2 separate regions of the Danio rerio genome follow, and region 2 is linked to region 1. The links are chromatin contacts, called in public Micro-C maps. All regions are on one chromosome and are shown on one strand. The core of a region is the stretch at or near the end of the contact, and the rest is flanking DNA. Distances in the headings are between cores, read along the strand shown.

The links. A called contact is a pair of places that touch in the nucleus more often than the background predicts.
Region 2: a contact with region 1 is called in a Micro-C map of caudal fin, with 4 times the contacts expected there. The contact joins the promoter of dhodh here to the enhancer-like site in region 1. A contact is called at or near these places in 2 of 18 Hi-C or Micro-C datasets (caudal fin and an unstated tissue).

What each region holds. Positions count from the first base shown.
Region 1 is chr7:57,463,712-57,468,582 of GRCz12tu, forward strand. It overlaps ist1 (IST1 factor associated with ESCRT-III), which reads left to right. Exons shown (of 10, transcript NM_212585.2): 9 at 1,994-2,042; 10 at 2,122-3,438. The coding sequence ends at 2,288. Among named protein-coding and RNA genes, the nearest start is that of ist1, 11 kb to the left of the region's middle. Within about 2 kb of position 2,735, at least 4 of the 62 cell types and tissues checked have an H3K27ac peak or open chromatin away from gene starts, as enhancers often do. A contact at or near this core is called in caudal fin, where this site is marked.
Region 2 is chr7:57,497,210-57,502,080 of GRCz12tu, forward strand. dhodh (dihydroorotate dehydrogenase) reads left to right here and starts at 2,642. Exons shown (of 9, transcript NM_001008608.1): 1 at 2,642-2,742. The coding sequence starts at 2,725. pkd1l3 (polycystic kidney disease 1-like 3) reads right to left here and starts at 2,630. Exons shown (of 22, transcript XM_073907361.1): 1 at 2,559-2,630; 2 at 1,617-1,779; 3 at 414-557; 4 at 167-276. The coding sequence starts at 1,773.

The sequences.
Region 1 (4,871 bases), core at 1,485-3,984:
ATTGCAGATAGTTCTACAACAACTGAACTACGTCTTGAAGAAAGTCAGATGAAAAATGCTAAAAGGGTCAAATGTTATGTAATGAAAATGTCTTGACCTATTTTACTTGGAATTTACCTTGAAGCATTCACCCCAAAAATCCTGCATAAGATGGTTGTAGAAAAGCTAACAACAACCATACTGACAACAGGGGCCTCATTTATAAAGTGCTTGTGTGATTGCATTTGATTGTACATTACTTTCATTACAAGTCATTAGGATTCCGTCCGACACATGAATTATTCACATTATTTCACAAACTAACATGAATATGTGCTTAGTATTAAAAAAAATCATGTAATATTGTCACCTTGGACTACAAAATCAGTCATAAGTGTCTTCCATTGATATGTTATTTGTTAGGACAATATTTAAAAATCTGCAAACTGAGGGTTCAAAGCCATTTAAATTCTGAGAAGCAGTATTAACAATACATTTTACTTCTCAAAACACTAGTCTCTATATATACAGTAATTTACACAACATCAGGTCACACTTTATTTTGATTTGATTATAAGCAGACTGTTATGCTGGGGTTAGGGTTAGTGTAAGTTCACATGTTATTTCCTAACTTTCTTATAGTCAGTTTGTCTGTTAATTGAGCAGTATCAACAGATACTACGCAGACAGTCTACTAATACTCAAATAACCCATCAAAATAAAGTGTTGCCCAACATCATCATGGAATATGGTCTTTACTTAATAATCTAATAATTTTGTCCTGTTCAGTATATTCACTACCTGACAAAAGTTTTGTTGCCTATCCAAGTTAAGAACATCAAATAGTTGACTTCTGGTTGATCATTTGGTATCAGAAGTGGCTAATATGTAAGACAAAGGCCTCTTAATTACGATTATTTTACCACAATAAAATGTGATCATGCTTTGATTTTTAATTCTTTAATTAGGACAGTTAGGTCTGACTTTGCTCAGACAAAAGTCTTGTCACTAAACAGAAATAATGAACACTATAGAATGTTAAGTCTTGGAGGACTGCATCTATACATCTCTGCAATGACTCGAATAATATTTATTTGATAATTAATAATTAGTAATCAGGGATGGCAAAGAGAGTGTTCTTGCAGGACTCCCAGAGTTCATCAAGATTCTTTGGACTCCAGACTTGCTCAATAATGTTTATGTCTGGTGACTGATCAGTCCAATTCTGCAGCACCTTGACCGTCTTTGCTTTCTGAAGCTTTGATGTGGAGGCTGAAGTATGAGAAGGAGTTCTATCCTGCTGAAGAGTACGCCCTCTCCTGTGGTTTGTAATGTAATGGGCAGCACAAATGTCTTGTGGAACCTCAGATTGTTGATGTTGCCATCCACTCTGCAGATCTCTCACACTCCCCCTTACTGAATGTAACCCCAAACCATGGTTTTTCCTTCAACAAACTTGACTGATTTCTGTGAGAATCTTGGCTCCATGTGGGTTCTAATAGGTCTTGTGCAGTATTTGTGATGATTGAAATTTGGGATGCAATTTAACAGATGATTCATCTGAATCTAAATCTACCATCTGCCACTTTTCCTAATGATCAACTAGAAGTCAAGTTGTTATTTGTTGCTCTTACAACTGGGATTGATGATAATACCTTTGTCAGGTTGTATTTATTCAATAAATACCCATGCAACAGGTTTTGTGGTCCAGGGTTACACATATTTTTGTGGGCATGAATGTTTTATAGATCATTTCTGGGTGACATTCACACATTCATATTTAGCATCATCAAATGCACCTTTTTATAAATGACGCTATTCATTGAAGGGCTCACAAGGGTGTCTGTTCTAACCCACAATGCACTGCTCCATCATTACTCACAGCTGGATCATTTTAGACTAACAGTTTTATTTTATTTTGATCAAATATGTATTTAATATATTTATATAGTTGCAGCGGTAGCGTTGTGAATGTATTGGTAGTTGTTAACATGTCTTCATATCTTTTTTTAAGATCGATGAGTTGTGTATTAAACCCTCTGATCCTTCCCAGGTCATCCCAGGTATGTGCTCTATCCTAATCGGATTTTATTTCAAATGGTATGATAATATTCTTTTAATGATTCTCTATTTTCTCTGCAGGTCCGACTCCAGCTGGTCAGGTCTATGACAACTCCACCCTTCCCGAACTTCCGTCTGTTCCAGACACACTCCCAGCATCCTCTTTCGGAGCGAAGGCCAACACCTCAGAAGACATCGACTTTGATGACCTGTCGCGACGCTTTGAGGAGCTCAAGAAGAAGACCTAAACAGATCCAGATCACATCAGAACACATTGCTCGAACAGTTCAATCCATATTCACAGCTCTTCTCTTCAGGTGAAGGTGTATTATAATATTAGTTATTTAACAGAAGGAATGATGGAGACACTTTTGAATGGCAGTATCAGATATTTCTACAAACTCACTTCAGACCTTTAGGTAAACATGATGGACTACTGACAGAAATCTTTTAAATTGAGGAGCACTTTGCATAGAGGGACTTGCTGACAGCTAAAAGTAGTTCAATTATAGTGACTGCGCATATATCCATTATATAAGCTGACTATTATTATGAAATGTCTCTTAACTTTCCCCAGTTTTAAGAAAAAGTCTAAAAGATTTCCCCAAGCAAATCAGAAATCTGTATGACTCCTGTAGGCAAAGCAGGTAGAACCTGTTGGCCCTTATTTACACCCAGATCTATGTAATGAACTCTTTTGAATGACTGAACCTGCGTAAGACCGTATGATGTCATGGATTATGTGTTCGTGGATCGCAGTTGTTTTTCAGAGTGACTCAGCTTTTCTTCTGCTATTGACCGAACACCATTCAGACGTTACATTTGAGGGAATGTGAAGAATAGTGCTGCATTTCTCACCTGAACACCAAAGGTTGCTTGTTTCTGATGTGAGCTGAGCACAGAATGTCCTAACATTCGTTTTTTGTTCTGTTAATGTGGTGAAGTCTGTGAGCGTTTTGAGAAACTCCAAATGTCAGCCTTTCTTCATTTGATTCTCACTCGTAGTGTTTGGTCTCCAGTTTCTAGTGTTTTCTGCACTGAGTTTGCCTTAGTTTCCTTCTCTTCCACCGTGGCCTTGCTCTTTCACTGCTCCCTCTGTCAGCTTGTACACTAGTTAATTCTTCTCTATGGTGAGGGTTTTATCATTTAGTATCGACTTTGTTTGTTTGTTAGAATTGACTATGTATGAGTCTTACGTTTGTTTTGAAGAGTAAGGAGGCTTGTATAGTAGGTTTTATATAAATGGTTTGCTTTAACTTTATAACACTATTTTGTGTTTTGTTTTCGCCCTTAAATCATCTGAACACAAATCTGGCAATGTTTGGGTGTGTTTGATACTTATTTTATCTGAATTAAAAACATATCTGATTCCATGTAATAAATTCTATTTGCTCATAATCTTCCTGTTTTTTTAACCAAATAATCAAAGATTAAATGAAGGTATAAATTACGATATCACGGTTTAATGAATCAATTTCTAAAGTTTTTGTGAAATAGGGTTTGATTTTACCATTTACAGCCACTAGAGGGCGCAGTGATACAACTAATACTGACTGATTTGAGGTGTTATATTTTATATATTGTGGCTCAATCCTCAAATGAGATCACACACAGATGAGTATTTTGTTCATAAAAGGAAATGCCATGTGTTTTGGCATGTGTACAAAAGTATGTAAGACTATGTGCACTTCCCATAGTTACTCAATGCTGAAGAAACATGTTAAATGATTCAATTAATGATCAAAATCTGTCAGGCACACAGATCAAAACTACAGAACGAGCTCAAATTTTCTATATTTCAAAATCATAGCTTCGTCCCCTCTGTCCTAACAGGAGCACAGTATAATCAGGGTATCTTCTGTCCTTTCCATGTCTGTTTTCAAACAAAAAAAGAAAACTAAGCAAACGGCTGCTTTTCTGTTTTTTTTTTTTTTTTTTAATCACAAAAAAACAAAAACAAAAAAAAAAACAGATTTTGGCTCTATTTGCGTTTTTTTTTTTTTTTTTTTACATCTTTTTGTTTAGGGTTGGAAAACAGAAAAGACTTAAATTTGGTCAACCAAATCTGAGCTCATGACTTTGCTTTCAAACTAGTAGTCCTCTGCTGGCCAGCACCTAATATTTCATTATATATATAAACTAAGTTACATATTCTGTCATTTGATCAGTTAATAGGCTTACATTTATTGCATATGCTTAACAAAAAAAGTAAATAAGTTGTGTTATTAGACACATTTGTCATTAAAATAAGGTCTGGTTCGCTGCCAAACTTTTTGCTGCTGTGCACCTGATGCTGAGCAAAGATAGCCATGTCCGAGCAGCACCTGGTTTGCATGATTGTTTCCGAGCTACTGTAGGCCTAAATAATAATAATAATAGGCTAATAATGATAATAATAATAATAATTAACAAGGTTTACGTGGTGTTTTATAATAAACCAAATGTGCAATGTATTATGATCCTTGCATGATCAGAGGGAAGCGTTTATATAACTACAATATTTTTATATTTTATATGAACCATAAATGTAAAAAATAAAAGGGCTACGAAACCCCCCCTGTTTCAGCAGGGTGTTTTCAGATCTTTATTTGGAAAAAGGGAGGAAAATGGGCGTGTCCAGTTCTGTTTAGGTGGGAGTGTCGGGGGAGGGAAAGATGGAAGGTTTTGCATGAAAGTGGAAGTTTCTGTTTGGACACACGCTGATTTATATCCAGGCAAAACAAACACACAGATGCAGGGGAGAAAGACAGTGACTGTTTACAAAGGCATCAGTTATCGAATAGTTTGCCAAATTATTAATACATGGACTTTAACTGCAGTTTGGCACTTTC
Region 2 (4,871 bases), core at 1,392-3,891, 33 kb after region 1:
AAGCTGTACGTTTAAATGTCTATTAGACATCTATTAAACACAAAGTTATTTGTTTTCTTTATTTGGGCTTTTTTGTCATTTATTTATTTTTTATCAAGTCCTACTTTTTATGAAACAGATGTGGACTGCAAAAGGCCAATTTCTTAACCTGAATAATCTCACCAACCGTCAAAAGCTGGTCAGTTCCTACATTGCCATGCAATGCTGATAATATGTCAGTAACACCTCTGCGCTTCCTTCTGGTTTCTTCACTTGATTTCTGATGAGCATTTAAATCTGTAACAACATAACCACAATATAAGATTTGTTCTATTTTCTTAAAAAATCATGAGTTTTTTTGATCAACACTAAGTAATAAAATAGCTTTATTGTTTTATATGTGTTGAGAAGAGGAGATTGAATTATTTTGATACCTTGCGTGCAGATGGAACTAAAGCTCATGCTGCAGTTGGGTGTGGTCAGTAGCTGAAATGGATCTTTGACTAAATAAGCGCAAGCAAGGTGATTTTCAGCACTGCCGTCCTTTTTATAAGGGTAAAATGAGGCAAGCTCAAATCCTGTAATCATACCAAAACACATTTAACAAATTTGTGAAAATTATATAATCTCATTTATTTCATTTCCATATACTGCGAAAAAATGCCAGGTTCCACAAAATCAATTAGTGTTGGGACAACATGAAGGAATAGTGGACTGAACATAAAACAAGTATGTTGTTCCAAAAATAAGCAAGAATTGTGTTGTTTCAGCTCATTTTAAATGAGTAGTTTGAACAAACCGCAAATGTATTTTTTAGCGTATACTTCTTAAATTATTGTTTTTCAAATACAATTTGCAGCATCTTAAGTTTGGTGAAAAAACTCTGTTTTGCTGTTTATGTTTAACTCTTTGAAAAAAAAGCTATAAAAGCTGCCAATTTTGTTTTGTACCTTTAAAGTACTAAGATGAACTATTTAGATCCAAACATGCACTCAAAAAATATGCTTATTTACTTACTTAAAATTAGCTTAATCAACACAATTCTTGAGTATTTTGGGGAAGAACCTAATTGTTTTATATTAAATCCACTTACATTTGCAAAAACAATTAAGTTAACTTGGGATTGTAGGAATTGTGTGGACCCCAGCATTTGTTTTACAATGTGTATCTTTTCAAAAGGTACCACCACAGTAACTATTTTTGTACATTTTCTACTGAGATTATACAAGAGTTATGCTAGCACATGATTCTTCAGAGAAAACTACAGGAGCAGGTCCTTAAAATCAGTAACAACATATTGGATTGGTTGTCATATGACATCAAGCTTTTTGGTTCTATCTGAAATCATGATTTTTCCATTTTTAAAACAACATCCTGAACAGCATGATACACATAACCAATTTTGACAAGATAAAATATTGCAATAACGTCACTTTACCAAATCAAAATAATTCTGTAATTCTGCAAGGAAATTTCTGGATTTCAAACGTTCTTTTCATAAGAGAAGATTGAATCTTGTTCAATTTGACTTTTGCCATCTAACAGCACTCAGCATTATCTATTTAAGGCACAAGTAGGTCTTCTTTGAAGTACAGAAGGTCTACAGAAGGAAAACCATAAGCTTTACAATTACTCACCAGTGATGGAATTTTTATACATCAAGGTCTGACTGACCCACCACGGTCCAGTTTGTGTGGACTGTGCAAGTACAAGCTCCTTGATCTCATCATTCAAGTCCCTCAGAAGATATCCTCGATGTTTTTCACAACTCTGTTGCGCTTCAATCCATGACATTGATTCCTGAACAAACTTATACATTTTTCCTCCTCGTATTTGTTGAACTTTCCTTCCATAATCATATTTTTGGTGTTCATTGTCCTCTGATTCGTCTGTACAAGTTGTAAGTGGCATCAAAACGAATGAAATCCAACAATAAATGAGCAATTGCTTTGAGAAAGCCATAGCTGATAGCAGCTGAGAAGCAGCTTTCCGTTTAGGAAACTCTTGTGAGGACTAGAAAACAGGGAGTCTACGTACATCTTAGGCAAATCTGAAATCTCACTTTGTGAAAACAGTGAATGTGAACTAACTTCATTAGGGAAATGGGAGCAGGCACTCAAATATATGCAAAATCTGACTTTAAACCAAGACTCTGCATTCCAAAAAGGTTCCATTACACTGCAATTCAGGATGACAGACATTTTGATTTTAGCCACACCATGATGATGCAAAATTTATTCATCGATTTCTAACATCGATTCTTAATATTGTAAAATGGTAATGAATTTAATAGAAATGTAGAAAAATTGAAAAAAAACTTTGTCGTCACTTTTCTTATGATGATACCCCAATTCCATTGAACTTTGATAGCCTAACAATATGGAAAAGTAAAAGAATCACGGTTTTTATGCAGTTTTTGTATGTAAGCTTTACGATACTAATGGTAATAATTATAATATATAGTTATATATTTTTAAACGTCTTTAAAATAGTTTAAATTAAAAAGTTACATAATCTTTAATTAGCTTAGCTTAACATTAACTATTGTACAAAAGTCACAATTAACAAAGTTAAATTACCTATTAAATTACGCCGAATTACATTTAGCAGTGTTATGTAAACACATCTCACGACAAGTTTAGCTCTTGAGTGAGTGCGTGGTGATGTTGTTCTCGCGAGAGTTCGTTCAGGAAGTGAAAAACGAAGCGCTGCATGTTGTTTGGATAGAGTTGGATAACAACACACATGGCGGGACGGCTGAAGGTGAATTAGCGATGTGCCGCTGTTCTTTGATAAAATTTGTGTTTAAAAAATCGTCTTCAGCTCAAGCAGAACATGTGTTTACAGCTCTCTTAGCTTTATCTCTCAGCAGTTTCCATTGTTTTGCGGTTCAAACGCATTGAATCGGCTTTGTTAAATACTAAGTTATGGTTATAAAATATCTGTTGATTGTATTTTATTTTGAATATTTTGAAGTGTTGGTATAGCTTGCAATGAGGTAGAGTTGGTTTTATATTCAGACATCCCGAATTTCCCCCTTATAATATCATTTTAGAAGGGTATTATTTTGAAGTGACACTTCATGTGATTTCAGATCGAATATACATTAAGGTAAAGTTGGTTTTATAGTCGCACATTCAGTCTTTCTCAATAATATAATCTCAGAAAAACATTAATTAGAAATTCTAAATAGTAAAATCACATTAGCAGTCAACAATCTTCAAAGTATAACATTGTTCACAGTCAAATAAATAGTGCAAATGTTGTTTTAAAGTCATACTTGCATGTGATTTCAGATGTTCAAAGTAAAATGGTAAACAATGCATGGAGCTGTCACTGAACGAATGTGTGAATATAAAACCAACTTTACCTCAATCGAATATTCAAAGTTATATTCACGCATTTGTTGAGTGACAACTTGTGGCACACACTCTATATTGTATAGAAGTAAAGCTGGTTTTATATTCACACATTCAGACTTTCTGCTTACTACTACTAATATAATTTCAGAAAAGTATTGTTTGCCAATTTTATATAGTGCAATATTAGCAGTCAATGACTATCAAAGTACAACATTGTTCACAGTCAATTGCATAGTGCTAATATTGTTTTGAAGTCATCCTTGCATGCTATTTCAGACTCTATTCAAATAGCGTGGTAAACATTAAAATGAACTAATGTGCGAATATCTAACCTACTTTAACCCAAACTATATTGTTTATCACACCAATTTAAATATTCAGTCTGTAATGGTATGTAAATATGGATTAAGACATTAACACTATTTAATTGACATAGAACAATGTTGTATTTTGGTAGTCACTGCTTGCTAATATGATTTCACCTATTTGGAGTTTGCAAAGAATACTTTTCTTGAAACTTTATCACTTAAGAGAATGCCTGAATGTGTGAATTTAAAACCAGCTTTACCCCAATTTAGGTTGCATAGTCTGTTGTATATGCAGTTTATCTGCACTAAAATCCATCTAATATAAGCTTACGGACCTATTTCAAACACCAATGGAAACATTGTTTACCTAAGGTTGATTCTGTTCATTCATTAATTTCAGTAGGCTTTGTGGTCATTTAAAATATTAATTTTTTGTGTCTTGGATGTGTTTTGGTTCTTATTAGAGCTGGGCGATTTGGCCTAAAATCAAAATCTCCATTAATTGAACATTTTAACTCGATTATGATTAATGAACGATTATTATTATATTTTTTTTGCCCTCATAGTTCACAGACAGGTTTTGTACAGTAAATATGCTCACATATTACCAGTGAGAGATTTTTGAAGAAAGGGGGCATTACTTGATTTTAAAACAATTGAAGGTAACACACTATCTACTACCTATGATTATTTATCAAACATCAATGCTGAACAACTGAAATCAAAACACACATTGCCTAAAACCAACATTCATTTGTTTCCTATAAAAATGTAAAAATAACTTGCACTTTTGGAAACAAAATAAGGTATTTTTAATATTTTTCATTATTAAAGTAGAAAATAAGCAGTATCTCTTCTAAATAAAATACCTCTTGCATATTCTGTGAATAATATTTTAAACGGTGCATTTATTGCATCTTCTTTAAGCAAATAGTTTAATTTAAATAATAATTTTGATGAAAATATGCCGTCTCAAGACATATCAGGCGCAGCTTCGTCAATCATCAATGTAGTGCAAAGTAACATGAAGGTAACAAACAGAGCGGGGTCACGTGACCACAACCTTAGGGAAAGTAATTGAAAAAAATCGACCAGGAAAAATTTTTGCGAATATTGGTTCCAAATGTTGATTTCGATTAGATTTCGATTAATCACCCAGCCCTAGTTATAAATATATTTATTTAGATCTATTTTTGTTATAGATTAATAAATAAATAAATAA